Regions from separate parts of the Rattus norvegicus genome. Here region 1 is linked to region 2. Evidence: chromatin contacts called from public Hi-C data. All regions are on one chromosome and are shown on one strand. Each heading gives the region's core, a stretch centred on a gene start, on an enhancer-like site or on the middle of the called end of the contact. The rest is flanking DNA. Distances are from core to core; before and after follow the strand shown.

Region 1 (3,439 bases), core at 906-3,405, 1.0 Mb after region 2:
TTAGTAAGTCCACTTTATTAAGATCAGCCCTTAGATAAATGAATCTCAGTATACAACACTACCATTCTTGGTAACCACCAACTGTCTGGGAAAGGGAATGTTCACACTTCCTTTCCTCCGGCAAATTTAATGTTTAAGCATTTAGAGATAGTCAGACAGCAATGCCTTAATAATGATTAAGTCGTTTAGATTCTGCAAACATGCACATTCACATACACAGACCCACAGAAGTTGAGGTGCGTCCCCAAGACTCATTTTTGCCTCCTCTATGAATCACACATGTCAGTCTTCCATGGTGACTTGAAATTGTCTGTAAAGGGATTGCTTATTAAAATGCTAATCCCTGGGCACTGCCTCAGCCATACTAAAGGCTAGCCTTAGAAGAAGGAACCTCCCTTTCACTCTTCAGACAGGTGATTATGTTAACAAGAGGCTGTGACACTATGCTCAATACTGCCCTCTTGTTCTTTTTTTTTTCTTTTCCCTAAAATAAATAAGTGAAGGCCTGCCCTAGCCTTTACTTACTGGCTGGATTAGAGGGGCAACGTTTACCAAAGCAAGAATCCAGGTAGACAGCTTGGCAGAGTTTACCATACAGCTAAATGAAAATAGTCCTCCAGAAACCAGTCATGTAACTGATCTCTTAGCCACAAGTAAAAAAAAAAAAAAAAGAAAGAAAGAAAGAAAGAAAAAAGAAAAGAAAACCGGCCCAAAGACCCCTCACTGCCCCATAGGAAGGGGGCTCAGGGAGCTACTCACCCAACCCCACCCACCCCTCACCCTAAATTTTGGTTAAAGATTTAAAAAAAAAATGTGTTGTTGCTGCCTAGATGATGAAAGGTTTGGCTTCTGTGTGCGTGAGTTCGCTAGGACTGGAAGTGGAAACGTCTACAAAGCATGCAATGCCCTGGAACGGAATTCTTCTAATAAAAGATGTATCATTTTAAATGCGCGGAATTCTGATTCTGGTAATTCGTGCACTAGAGTGTCTATTTCGAGGCAGAGGAGGTATCATATGACAGCTCACGTCAAGGCAGCGTGGAGCCCTCTCGTGGACTCCCACCCACTTTCCCATTCACCGAGGAGAGGACTGCTCGCGCTGCCGCTCCCCCCACCCACCCCCGGCGAGCTAGCATGAAATCTCCCAGTCTCTGCCTAGATCAAATGGAGCTTCTCACTGAAGGCGTGCGAGTATTACCTCCGCCATGCAATTTCCACTATCAATAATTTAACTTCTTTGCTGAAGAACAGGAGTACATATCGGCCACCAAAGACTCGCCCCCCTCCCCCTTTTAACTGAAGAGAAGGGGAAATATATAGTAAGAGTCTAGAACCTTGGGGACCGGTCTTCCCCAGAGCAGCTGCCTTGATGTTTACTTTGACAAGTAGTGACTGAAAAAGGTGGGTTTCTTTTCTTTCTCTTTCCTCACCCCCCCGCCCCCCTTGGTCTGCTGGGAAGCATATGGCTTTAGTGAGGTCTGTTACTGCCTAGGCTTCCCGGCTAGAAGCGGTAACTTGATGTAATGCTATCCGGGGTTATTCATTAATAAAAAATACTGTTATTATCTTGATTGAATTCTATTAGGCAAACTCCGGAGAGGTCAGGGCGCGAACTCTGGTTAAGCTGATGTGTTTAAGGTAGCGGAGTAAACCATAACCCCGCACACTCTGTGTAGTTTCATTGTGTGTTCGCTTTTTCTAGCTCTGTGGTGCGGGAAGGTGCGGGAAGGTGTGTCTGGGGCAGGGGCGGGGGGATGCACGCCCTCTCCCACAGAACTTGGGTGTTGGGATGGGAAAGATGGGGAGAGTTGCAAACCAGGGGAGAAAGATTTGGGAGCGTGGTAGTCACACTTGTTCCCTCCTACTCTGGGGCACATTGAGGGGAGTAGGGTTCCTAGGAACCGGAATTGGACCACCCCTCCTAGCCCAGGGCACCCTGCGGAGACAGCAGAGGGCAGGCATAGAGCTTTGGGGTTAAGCAGCTGGTTCCGGGGAAATGGACAGAAGCCGGTGCAGGGGAATTAGGGATACCCCAAGGGCTTCCGAGGGCTGAATCCCGGCAAGGAAAAGGCGCGTCGTCCCCTTTAAGCAGCCGCCCCGAATGGGTATCGGTGGCGCGGCTGAGCAGGGAGGGGATAGGGGCGGCGCTGTCTGACCAATCGAAGCTCAACCGAAGAGCTAAATAATGTCTGACCCCAGTGCCTGGCGCTGGCTGAGCTCTGGGTGCCCGCCGCTGCCGCCGCGCCGGGGCGCACCCGCTGGCTGGCTGTCGCACGGTCCCCATTGCGCCCGGGACTCCCCGGCTTGGAGAAGGAAACCGCCTGGGGCGGCGCGCCACCTCCGCCTGGCAGGCTTTGATGAGACCGGGTTCCCTCAGCTCGCCACCGCTGCTTTGGGGCAGACGAGAAAGCGCACGGGGCCCAGGGCAGGGCGCAGGGACCAGGAGCGTGACAACAATGTGACTCCACTGCCGGGGATCCGAGAGCTTTGTGTGGACCCTGAGGTAGGCGACTGCGGGGCGTGGGGCTAAGCGCGAGAGCTGGAGGCGCGTGCGCCCGGGAAAGTTGGCTAGGGGACTGAGAAGTTGTGGGACCGCATAACTTCGGCTTCACCTTCGTCCCGGGACAGCGGAGGGCGGGGTTGCTCCTGAGGAGCGTTCTCCCGGGAGCCCACGACCCCGAGAGACAGCGCGACCCCGGGAATCCCTTCAGTGCGAGAGAAAAAGCCAAGGGAAGAGGACGACTTGCGCCATGGGAGCAAAGCCTGCGTCCCGGGGATCCCCGAAGTCCTCCCGCAGACGAGGAAGGGTGGTGAGAGAGATGTAGGGCAACAGCTGTCGGGGGCTCAGACGGAAGGCACCGAGTCTGGGCTGGGATGAGATCCCTTACCACAGGCTAGGCACTCTCCACGCAGATTTGGACCGGGGTGGTGTGTAGTGTAGTCCGAGAATGGGTCTTGGCGCCCTCTGCCCTCATCTCTTTTCCTGGGTATCACAACAGGCTGTTCACTGTCACCTGCTTTCTAGGGAGTATTACCAAAGCTTCTTACAAGTCCAAGGTCAACATAACTAGGAACTTGGGATCATTCTTGTCACTGGGACCTGAAAGGGTCTGCGGAACTCCAGGTCCCACAGCTTGTATCCGACCCTCTCTGTCCATCCAGCGCACCTCTTTAGGCATCCTCCAGAGGAAGTGAAAGTTTTGACTTTCATCCGGGAGTAGATTGGGTGTCTGTGGAGGATGAAGAGTCTGGTTTTGGTTTCTGGAGATGCTGGAACAGGATGGGGAATGGATGAGCGACCTAAGCGTAAAAAGAAATAGCTGAGGATGCCAGCTTTGTGCTTGATGACAAGGAAGAAGGGGAAAATGCTGCCCGGGGGGTTCCCCCGGGGCTTCTGGGGGTTGAGCCACAGGCTGTGGGTTTGAACTGGTGTTTTAGT
Region 2 (3,465 bases), core at 780-3,279:
ACTCAAAACCTTAAAGCCCACCCCCCAGTGACACATTTCCTCCAACAAGGCCACACCTACTCCAACAAGGCCACACCTTCAAATAGTGCCACTCCCTCTGAGCCTATCAGGGATATTTTCATTCAAATCACCATGGTGTATTTGTTGAGTAAATGAAAAGTGTCAAGTTGGTTAGGAACTGGATATGGTGGGAACAGGGGATTTTTAATGAAGTGCCAAAGGCAAATGAAGAGAAGCAAAGAAAAAAATCAGTAATCAAGGAATGACATGTCCTACTGAAAATGAGATGTGAAGGAGAAAGACTGAGGTTATCACCTGAGCAACTCACTGTCATTCATACTTCTTGTGAGCTCAAAAAGCACCTACTTCCTGAAAGTAAAACTGGCGTAATGAATGGGAGAATGTCTCCTATCATGGAATCCCGAAAGACCACTTTTCATACAGTAAATCCCCTTAGGATGTCCAAGAAGACAGAAAATAGCTCTGGAGTCCTCAATTTCAATAAAACATGCTTATAAAGGTGAATTATCACTAAGAAACTAGCTCCAAATGTCGATTATGTGTGCATATATAGGGTACCTGTCCTTCAATTCTAGGAAACCTGGTCATTTTCTTGCTATTGTCTTATATCTAGGATGGTACCCGATGTCTTGAGGTCACTAAATGAACACTTGAAAGATGGAGATATTCTGTGATACATAAAGAGAATAAAGAATGTGGTCTAAATCACAACCTCAAACCTTCTGTAAGTCCACCTACTTTAGTTATTTGATCAATAATATTTACATTCTTTTTATGTTTTGTAGGACTCAGTTGTTAGTCAAGAGTTTTGGTAACATTGCAGTTTGTGCAAAGTACATTATTAGAAATAAAACTGATTAGCTCCTTAACCACACAAAGATTGATAAGTATGTATTTATTATTTAAAATTAGGTTTCCCTTGTGTTCAAGAAACCGTTTAGACTAGAGTATTGCTTAGAGATTACCAATGCATACTGCTCTTTATAAGAACCTGGGTTCAGTTCCCAGCACCTATGCCAGGAGATTCACAGCCACCTGTCACTGTGGTTCAGGGGAACCTCACACTTTTGGCATCCACAGGCACCTGTATTTACACACATACACACAGACACAGACACACACAGACACACACACACATACACACACACACACACACAGAGAGAGAGAGAGAGAGAGAGAGAGAGAGAGAGAGAGAGAGAGAGAGAGAGAGAGAGAGAGATGACATTTGGGTAGAAAAGTAAAAATGTAAGCAATGAAGTTTGTATTTGGGTGGTGATACACTGATCTTCTTGGGAAAAGGAAAAGTGGAATGCAGGTTTGGTAATGTGACAGACAGGAAGGAGAAGCAGGATGAGAACATTCTAGTTGGGAAGCTCATCTGAAAAGAATACTCTAGAGTATAGTACAAACACCATTATGAGGCTTCCCTGATCCCAAAAGACAAGCAGCCATCACTTACTTCAGAGAAGGCCTCTGCATCCTCAGGTTTGGCAGACCCTCAGGAGAGTAGATGACAGTCCCAGAGTCACCCTGATACAGAAAAGAGACCTGACCACAGAGAGGGAGCAGCTCTCTGAAAGCCCTCCCGCAAGACAAAGGAAACCAGTGGGAGAGAGGAGAGAAGAGCTGCCTGTTTCTAAATCTTGAATTTTCTCAGCAAAGCACCTTGCTTTAATAAAAATGAAATCTTCACAAGTTATACATATTTAATTTACTGATTCAAAGATGAGTCAGAGGAAGAAAACAATGGTTGTGAACCTTTCAGTGGTGAGAGGAGTTTTCTAAAGTGTTCCCAAAGCCTTTCCAGGGTGAAACTCATCTGAGGTTGCAGAGAGGAACAGGATTTGTATTCATAAATGCTGCTAGAAGAGATCAGAGCCATTCTAATTCTTATGTAGTAGGTGCCATTAATCAATAGGTGGGGATATAAAAAGTCACAGTCCTCCTTTGTGCCAGGAAAGAGGATGGCAGTCCATTTCCGGATATATGCCACAGCCAGCTGATGACTCATTCTATGCCAAAATACCACAGGGACTCGAGGGGAAACAAGAAATGAGGAGTGTGACAGGCCCGGAAGAGAGTGGCCAGTACAATCAGTCTAGCATAGACGTCTGCTCAGAGCATCGAAGAGGTCTGCTGCACCAGTAGCCAAAATTCAAGGGGTCTTTGGAGAGCATCTAGTATACATCCCTTATTTAATTTTATGTATAAGATTCTAACTGGCCCAGCTGAGAGATAAAGTGAGTGGGAGACTTCAGAGTAGGACTAAGATTCCCCACATAGGGTCTTCAGTAGCGTGTCACGTTTTTGTAACAAGGGCAGAACGTGAGTATCCCACGCAGCTGTGTTACGGAAAACTTTAGCAAGCCAGTAGTTGGAACTTAGCCAGTTGGCTCCAAAAATAAATAAATAAATAAATAAATAAATAAATAAATAAAAATTTAAAAAATATATATATCAGGGAAACCAATTCTCTACAGAAATATGTGGTGGGAGGTTGTAAAGCAGTGAAAGATAGCTTAAGGGACTAGAACTTGAGGTATGGTAGTTAGCCTTCAAAGGCTAAGAATTTACAAGCTACTAGAGTAAATTCTATAAATACAATTTTATTAAATTCTAGCCCCTTCCACATTTCCATGAGTTAGTGTAGTTGAGATAGTGGTAAAGACGGCATGTGTAGTATACAGACTGCCCTGAGTGCTAGGCCAATGGCATTTGCCAGAACATCACATATGGAGAATGGATAGGGAAGAAAGCCACAAGCTCAGCGGCAAATTAATCTCCTGCAGTAGGAAGGGCAAGCCTTCTACTCTGTCATTCACTAGCTCTCCTTGTAAGATGGTAAAAGGATATCCCACTACAGAGGAAAGACAGGCATTGTTAGACTCCCATTTAGTGACAAGCTTTATTGATAGACCTGGTATTCAAGATCCAGGTTCATGAGCTTTGCTCTGAGACTGATTCACTCCTATAAGCCATCCCATAAACAAAGTTAGCTCTTATTAAGTGGCTTGGGGGCAAAAGGTAGGATTGTACTGTTAAGAAGCGCGAAATAACTAAATATTAATTTATACATTGTTATTACTAGGCAGCATACTAAACATTTTGTACCCCTTATCAATATTCTTTTAACACATTTTAAGATGAAGGTAAAGTGAAATGTGTCTTATTTTAAAGAAAATGGAGTAGATGCTAATAGAAGTAAATAACATATTCAGCAAAGTTAATACTTAAACGTCTATGATTATTTGAGGTCATCTGACTCATAACTCTAGTCTTCTAAAAATATATCATTAAGTCAAGTCACCTAATTCAGGAAAGTACCACATCTGGGCATGAATGCAAATCAAGACTACAGTCAGCATTCATGCTCAGGCCTCCCTAAACTAGGATATGGTAAAGTTAGGTTATGGTGTGCATCTGTTCATCAAATGACTTTGTCAA

What was found. Hi-C and Micro-C count contacts between places; a contact is called where the count stands out from the background.
Region 1: a contact with region 2 is called in a Hi-C map of the A7r5 cell line, with 8 times the contacts expected there. The contact joins the promoter of Bdnf here to the enhancer-like site in region 2. A contact is called at or near these places in 7 of 12 Hi-C or Micro-C datasets (the A7r5 cell line, the Rat2 cell line, Schwann cells and 4 more).

The regions. Positions count from the first base shown.
Region 1 is chr3:116,636,797-116,640,235 of GRCr8, forward strand. It overlaps Bdnf (brain-derived neurotrophic factor), which reads left to right and starts at 2,156. Exons shown (of 2, transcript NM_001270630.1): 1 at 2,156-2,503. The coding sequence starts at 2,186.
Region 2 is chr3:115,637,697-115,641,161 of GRCr8, forward strand. No RefSeq gene overlaps it. Among named protein-coding and RNA genes, the nearest start is that of Mettl15, 580 kb to the right of the region's middle. Within about 2 kb of position 2,030, at least 3 of the 93 cell types and tissues checked have an H3K27ac peak or open chromatin away from gene starts, as enhancers often do. A contact at or near this core is called in the A7r5 cell line, where this site is marked.